Regions from separate parts of the Zea mays genome. Here region 1 is linked to region 2. A link is a contact called in public Hi-C data. All regions are on one chromosome and are shown on one strand. Each heading gives the region's core, a stretch centred on a gene start, on an enhancer-like site or on the middle of the called end of the contact. The rest is flanking DNA. Distances are from core to core; before and after follow the strand shown. Region 1 holds the start of LOC732761 (histidine kinase). Region 2 holds the start of LOC542401 (glutamine synthetase 5).

The links. Hi-C and Micro-C count contacts between places; a contact is called where the count stands out from the background.
Region 1: a Hi-C map of ear shows a contact between it and region 2, with 2.0 times the contacts expected there. The contact joins the promoter of LOC732761 here to the promoter of LOC542401 in region 2. A contact is called at or near these places in 3 of 25 Hi-C or Micro-C datasets (bundle sheath, ear and endosperm).

Annotation. Positions count from the first base shown.
Region 1 is chr4:172,456,480-172,460,620 of Zm-B73-REFERENCE-NAM-5.0, reverse strand. It overlaps LOC732761 (histidine kinase), which reads right to left and starts at 2,594. Exons shown (of 11, transcript NM_001112387.1): 1 at 2,307-2,594; 2 at 1,257-1,490; 3 at 992-1,161; 4 at 369-587; 5 at 109-295; 6 at 1-16. The coding sequence starts at 2,585.
Region 2 is chr4:172,174,244-172,177,814 of Zm-B73-REFERENCE-NAM-5.0, reverse strand. LOC542401 (glutamine synthetase 5) reads left to right here and starts at 1,859. Exons shown (of 10, transcript NM_001111974.2): 1 at 1,859-2,006; 2 at 2,488-2,527; 3 at 2,743-2,846; 4 at 2,932-2,980; 5 at 3,427-3,533. The coding sequence starts at 1,933.

The sequences.
Region 1 (4,141 bases), core at 1,345-3,844, 280 kb before region 2:
ACACAGTTGCCAGGAACTGCAAGAGAGACAAACATAGATAAGCTAAGCCATACATGATGCATATGCTAGAATGCCTAGTAAATGAGAGTGCTAAAGAACAGGCCAAACCTGAGACTTTGCAACATCAGCAGCTTCTGCCTGCGTTTTTAGCTCTTCCATCTTTCTACAATCTTCTGTAACTTTGTCATATCGAGAATATGCAGCGGCAATGCTATACCCCAGAAGCATCCATATGACAAATGTGCCCAAAGGATTGGTTATGGCAGACCACTGCATAGGAAGCTTTTGTCTATACCTGCAGGTTGACAACATTAGTGGAAAACAAAAGCAGCCAAGAAAATTAAGATTTACAGATAAGGACTACCAACCTGCACCTCATTTCATGCCTCCTAAACGGATCTCCAAAATCCAACATGCTAACATGCAAGAAAGGCACGCGCTCATCCGAACTAGAAGGTCCATACAAAACCATAGCCTCTGAAGCATTTGTGACATCATAGACATTCACCACAATATCCTGATTGCCAGCAAGTTTGCTCAGCAAATTCTCCACAAGTGACTCCACATCAAACGCTCCACCAAGATATCTGGGAGCACACAGCAAATTATTCTCTTGAAAATTAGATAAGCATAGAGTATCATTTGATTAAATTGAGACAAGCTGCAATGATTATAACCTGCATGATCTATTACTAAATGTGCCTGCCATAACTGCCATAAGCACGCTATACCTTTTTTAAAAAAGAAACACATTGTTTCTATTATCACCTGTTACTAGACATGTTAAGGTCATCATAGTCAACCTAAATTCAGTATTGATCAGTGAACCACAAATGTGGCATGATACACGATGACAAGATATTACATGATCAAATAATAGTGCACAAAATTTTATTCATACCCACATGTTAAACATGAGTCTTAAAGGCGACAATGCTAGAATATTTGGTTAAAAATAAAACAACAAAGGATGTGAGTTAGAACATCTCACCCAATAGTTGCTTCCACACGTTGCTCAACTGATGCATCAGCGGGGAGATCAGGGCGGTACACAGCAAAAGTGAGAACTACTCCCAAGTGGTTTGATCCAAGCAACCGAAATGGGTTTGTTAACACAGCTTTGCCAGTAGTCCTGGCCCGCAAAATGTTTTCTCGGTCCTCCTGTATCGTAAATAAATAGATTGCTTTCACTAAAGAGACATCAAAGGGTCATAAACACCCCAATGAATACTAAGATCGATCAAATAGAACCATACCTCTCCAGACATCATGTCAATGCGTGCGAGGTAGGAAACAGTATCCTGAGAGAAAATCACTGGAGCATATTCAACCTGCGGGGGTGCAGGCTCCCGCTGCATTGTATTCATAATCCATCCCTGCTGGCTTTCAAACATTTCCCTCTCATGATGGAATACACGCTGTGCATATGCCACCCCATTGAGTAGCGGTCGCTCAAATGATGTCCTTGCCGTGTATTTTGCAAAAGTGTCCTGTGTCGGACATTAATTATTAAGCCAAAATAGAATACTGGACAATAATATGCTATAAATTGCAAGAATCAGAAGAAGACATCTTGTTGATTTACCAAAAGTAATGATGCAACGAATAAGATTGGTCATTGTATGCAAAAACGAGCACGTCTTCAAATAACATGGGCCCATGACACTGCACGCCTAAACTATAGGTAAATCGACAAAAAAAAAGGGGGGGAAGAGAAACGAAGTGTAGATGCAGGAAAGGACGGCTTTGAGGATCAATAATCTAAGCAAAAGAAAAGAGAGGCAGAAAGCAGCTTCTAACATAATTTAATCTCTGCGACAGGGACCTTTCTCAGAATAAACAAGGAATCAAAAGGTTGGCAAAAGAGCACACCCCAATGGATGTCAAAGTAACCCCCAGATGGTTTTGCAGCGAACACACTAATCACTCTATGAACAAACAATGTGCCACCAACCCAACAGTTCAGTTCAGCTACGTCTCCAATAAGCCTAAAAAATCCCCGCCTAACCGCCGCAGGAATGGACATTTTTTTTCTTTCCACAAGACTATGAACAGCACCTGTCCCAGCCAACCACAGCAATCATGGCGTGCTAAACGACGGTAAGCGTCAACAAACAACAACGCATCTCTATATCTCTATTTCTCCCCTTTTTTTTCTGTTTGCTCCTTTAAAGAAAAGAGACAACCCACAGAACAATGTGTAGGATCTCGGGGTCCGCTATTGCTAAACCAACTGCCAATTGATACCGTGGCATAGCAATCTACAAGAGCAATGGCGGAGAAGAGGGGGGCGAATGGTGACGAACCTGGTCGATAGCGGAAGGGGACTTATCGTAGTTGAAGGTGGCGATGAGAATGGCGATCGCGTGGACGTGGTTGACGGTGACCCCGAACTGCTCCTGCAGCATCCTGGCCCTCTCCTCGCACATGCTGACGAGGCGCTCCTCGGCGCGGTCCATGCTCTCCCGGCGCATGGTCCAGTGCATCACCGCGGAGCAAGCCACCGCGACTAGCACCCACGCGGCCGCTGCCAGCCCCCTCCATCTCCTCTTCGTCATCGCCGCGCAGTACTTGTTGCCCCCCATCCCCGCCTCTGCGCCCACAAATCTATTGCCGCTCCTCCTCCTCCTTCCCCCGCCCAATGCCCACCATATGCTCGCCGACACGCGCCGCGCTAGCCGCCCACCCGAACTTGAAGGCGCTGGGATCCCTATCGCCAGCAGCAGCAGCAAGAGGCGCGGGAGAGTGAGAGACTGGAAGCCTGGAGGTGGAGCGGGGAAGAGCGGGCTGCGGGCGGGACGAGGTCGTGGTGCGGAGCTTCTCAAAAGAGGTGAAGCTTTCACGAGTCCCCAGAGGCGACAACTGCCTTAAAATAATTACGCCTACGACTAGCTGCTCGCGGGCATTAACTAATCCGGCCACGGTACCCGAGCTCTCCGCGCAGCTTTCCCTTTTGTTGCCTCCCCACTCTTCGGCCGCAACAGGTCGATCCACTTCCACTCCGCTAGCGCCCAGCGGCGCCACGAGGCGAGCCGAGGCCGCCCGAGCCCGACGGGGAGGAACCCCGAACCCGCGCTTTTGGCAGCAGCCGATATTCGAGACAGGCGGGCGTCAATTAAAACGGTACTCCCGTAACAGTGAAGCGGTACCCGCTAATCTCAAGGCTAATCACCCGCGGCCTCTTGCAGCGGCGGCGTTGAGCGGCGAGCGTGGCCCCGGCCCGTGCCGGTGGCGGGGGCAAGAGCAGAACGGACGGAGGAGGAAGCGAGGGCGTTTTAAAGACACGTGCGTGCCGAGCTCAGAATTGCCGCATCTGCCCCCGCACCATGGCTGTTTCTTGTTTTTCTGTTGCTGTAGGCGATAGGCCGTCAGACCGGCAGGAGGCAGGTGCGGAACGGGACGGGACGTGCCAAGGAGGTAGTCCGGGAAATAGAGACGATGGCACGTACGAGTACGACGGCAGGGCCGGAAAAAAATTTGTTGTGGACCTATAGATAGGGTCTATTCTTTTTTTGTGAGGGCTGCAAACAGCCTGCTTTACCGCCGGGCTGCAGCAAATTTTTTTCCGCAGGGCCGATCTGGAGCAGCGGACGCCGCGCTGCTGTGTACTCCGTGGACCCGGACCATGGGCCCGCCTCTGCGCCCTGAGGTGCCAGCCCATACAGTTCATGTCAGCAGTAGCAGAGAAACCTCGGTCAAACTGGTGGAGCACGTCATCGTCACGCATTTTTTTATTATGGAAGCAAGAAAATGTTCTACTCCCTCCATCCTTATCGCTCGATTAAACTTTTCTAAGTTTTACTATATTTATATAATATATTAATAACATTTATATCTTCAAATAATTTTACTACAAAAATATATACAAATTTTGTAATATAAATATAAATATTTTCTTATATAAATATGGTTAAAATTAAAAATGATTGACTCCTCGAAATATAAGAACAGCTAACTTTTGTGGACGAAAAGAGTAATATTTTATAGTCTTCTTCATTTATCGACATCATTAGAAAAAAGAGCCACATCATTACGATAAAGCTAAATGACCCAAAACATTGCCGACATCCCAATTAAGAGTCTTTTTCTATGTATGGTTCCCTTGTTAGCATACCAATTTCTAATTAAATGATTAATACTA
Region 2 (3,571 bases), core at 610-3,109:
ACACCACTACTTTATATTCTATCTGCTCCCCCCCCCCCCAAAAAAAAAATACAACTATTGTTTTTAGAAGCCACGCAACTTTTCTTCTAATTAAATTTAAAATAGTAATAAAATTATAAAATATTATTATATTAATTATTTAAATATATAGTTATAAAAATATTTATAGACATATATATTAATACTATTATCTTTGAATTCAGTCAACATAGAAAAAATGATAGTTAATAAACAAAAATTATATTATTTTGAGACGGAGTGAGAAGCATAATGTAAAATATTGAATCAACATGAGAAACCTAACTGTTCTACTTCTAATGTAATCTCAACAAATTTTAACATTGTACTTTGAATACCTTGTCTACATTGCAATTTGTTTTTTTCCTGCTCTATAAAATTTTTCTAGAACCAATACTCTTAATGAATAAGAACTAGAGAGGCATAATAATCTCCAATGCGCCAAACCTCCAGTAGGTACATTTAACTATTAGATTTTACAATATCATGCTTAAGATTTATGGAGTCTAATGTTTTTAGAAGAATTTAAGTTTATTTTTAGAAAGAAATTACACATAGGATTTTTGAGCCATAGCCAAAGGTTGTTCGTAGTTGCTAACGTCATGCTTTCCTATAAATACAAGGGGGTTGGTGCAGGAACCATATATGATTTGGGGGAAAAATAGATGACTTATATTTACCTGTATAGTTATAAATGAATTTTATAGTATGATGTGATATAGTGATGTGGACAAATAGTACATGCTAGTGAATGCGTGATTCGCTTATGGAGGGGGTGTTTGAATATACCCAACTAAAGTTTAGTGTCTGTAACATCGAATCGAATGTTTGAATGATAATTATATATTTAATATAGTATAATTATAAAGCTAATTTTTTAGAGACGAAGACTGGAGATGAAGACTAAAAGACGGGACATAATTATTAAACCTAATTAATTAAACATCTATATAATACTCGTAATTGATATTCAAACGTTTAATATGACGTGAACTAAATTTTTTAGTAAGGTAAGTATTTACAGTACATGAATAGTTTTAGTTTGTACTGCCAAATTGTATATGGCAGTGGGAGTCACTATTCTCATATATGGTATATGGTGGCTGGTGGGTTGCTGAATGCAATGCACCGTTCGCCCATCGCTACGCTACATGCAGAGAACCATCAATAAAGCAGTGTGCGGCTTCCAGCTGGAGTAGAAGATCCCTGGCCTCAGGAAGATACCTCGAACCTCCAGCCCCATTCGTATGTCCGTACGTATACAGTAAAAATCATTTTGCAGCTGGTGCCGTTGAGATGGGCATGGGCTTAGGTAGGAGCACGATTGAATAAAAAAGATTTTATTAAAAATCATTTACTACTCCTTTTGGGACTATCCCCAGACATCGGAAAAGCGTCCAATTTTCTTTCTTTTTTTCACCCCCTATGCTCGGAACTCATAAATCAAATCAACCACTTCTAGCGATAAAGCTGCCCCCGCCAATTCAATATTTCCCCCACGCCGATCTCTCCACGTCCGAGTCCACGTTTAACTGGCAGTGGGCCTCTAACAGGCTCGTCCCGCATGTCAGATGCAGGGGCTTGACGCCTTACCAGTACGCGGTGCTCCCTCTTCTCGCACCTACCGCACGGAGGATATGACCTAATACAATTAATTTACGCGGAACTCGAAATGTATCCGTATTTATACGTGTGGAACGTACAAGTATACGTATTTTGTTGGTTTTTTTTTTACTTTTTACCCGGCTGGACGCCAACCAACTGGTTTCCCGTCCTTGGTCGTCGCCATTATATAGCCGCCCTCCTCCCGGGCCGATCTCTTCGTCTCAATCCCACGCCACATCCTCCCCTCCTTCCTCCTTGGGTTCCCAGCCCGTGCGCCCGCCTGTCGCAGTCGCACCGCAGCCGCCGGCCATGGCCTGCCTCACCGACCTCGTCAACCTCAACCTCTCGGACACCACAGAGAAGATCATCGCCGAGTACATATGGTACGGCGCTCGTTTCCGTCGGCCGCCCTCTCATGGCGTTTCCCCCGTCCGGGAACGGGGTTGGGAGAGGGGCTCTGGCTCTGTTTTTTTTTCCTGATCAAGTGGCTTCATCTGTTCATTTTCCGAGTAAAAATCTGTTATATTTGCTCGCTTATTCGCCCATGAATATCTAACCTGAGTATCGGGTAATTCCCTGCCCACGGGTCCCTCACCGGCCACCGCGCCGCTTATACGGTGTTGTCGCTGGCCACCGCCAGATGATCTGTTGGCTGAAAGACCTAATCGGATGTCTTACACGTTAATTGATCCCCCCCTGATGCCAGTATTAGTTCCCAAAAGAAGCAAGTTTTTTTTTGTTGTTAATTGTTATAATAAACACGTCTTTGGATTGCTCTGCTCCGAGGAATATGGCGAGGAGTTGTTCGGTTTGTCGTCGACATGATTTGATCCTATCTTAACGCGTGCCTTTTTTGGGGTGCAGGATCGGTGGATCTGGCATGGATCTCAGGAGCAAAGCCAGGGTAAGATAACAGATTCCCAGCACTGGGAGGACCCCCCGGGATACTGGTGGTTGTGACTCGTCGTCACCTATCACTTATCCCTGAGCTCATCCGCTGATCTGTTATTTGGCTTATACATACATCAGAGCTCTGCTCACCACTATCACTGCAATTATTTTTGTTTCTCTGTTCTACTTCGTAGTAAAATCATACTGATCTGGTTGGTTCTGGTGCAGACCCTCCCGGGCCCGGTGACCGATCCCAGCAAGCTGCCCAAGTGGAACTACGACGGCTCCAGCACCGGCCAGGCCCCCGGCGAGGACAGCGAGGTCATCCTGTAGTAAGTGTCATGGCACGCCAGGCTTGGACGCATTCCTTTCTGTTTGCTTTACTGAACGATCCTTTCTCTTGGGCATGTGCTGCAGCCCGCAGGCCATCTTCAAGGACCCATTCAGGAGGGGCAACAACATCCTTGTAAGTTTGCACTTCTACCATCCAAGTGGCATGAACCATACGGTTCCGTGTTATTTACTGCTACAGTGCCTACTGTTCATTGGTCCAACTCAGATCAGTTCATCTTTGCGAAGAAAAAAGAATTGTGTCTTGTTGCACCAAGTAGACTAAAAGTTGTACATACCCTACAAATAAATTAGATTTTTTTTTAAATCTGCCTGAACTATCTTGACGCAGCACCAGTGGTTCCTGACGCAAATTGTTTTACCCTGAACCTTTGTTCAAGTATATGCAATATTGCGAATTTTATAACGCGGGTGACATTGTTGTTATGAGCGTATATAGATATTTTGTTTTTTGTAGCTAGGTGTGATCACTCAGTGTACCAAACCATGGTTTAGGAATCCAATTGTCTAATAGTAGTAGGGGCCGCATTTAGGTGTTGATTGAACTGGTTTGACCCGCAGGTCATGTGCGATTGCTACACCCCAGCTGGCGAGCCAATTCCCACCAACAAGAGGTACAGCGCCGCCAAGATCTTCAGCAGCCTTGAGGTCGCTGCCGAGGAGCCCTGGTACGCGAATCTCTCTCCCCTCCACCTCCACCGATATC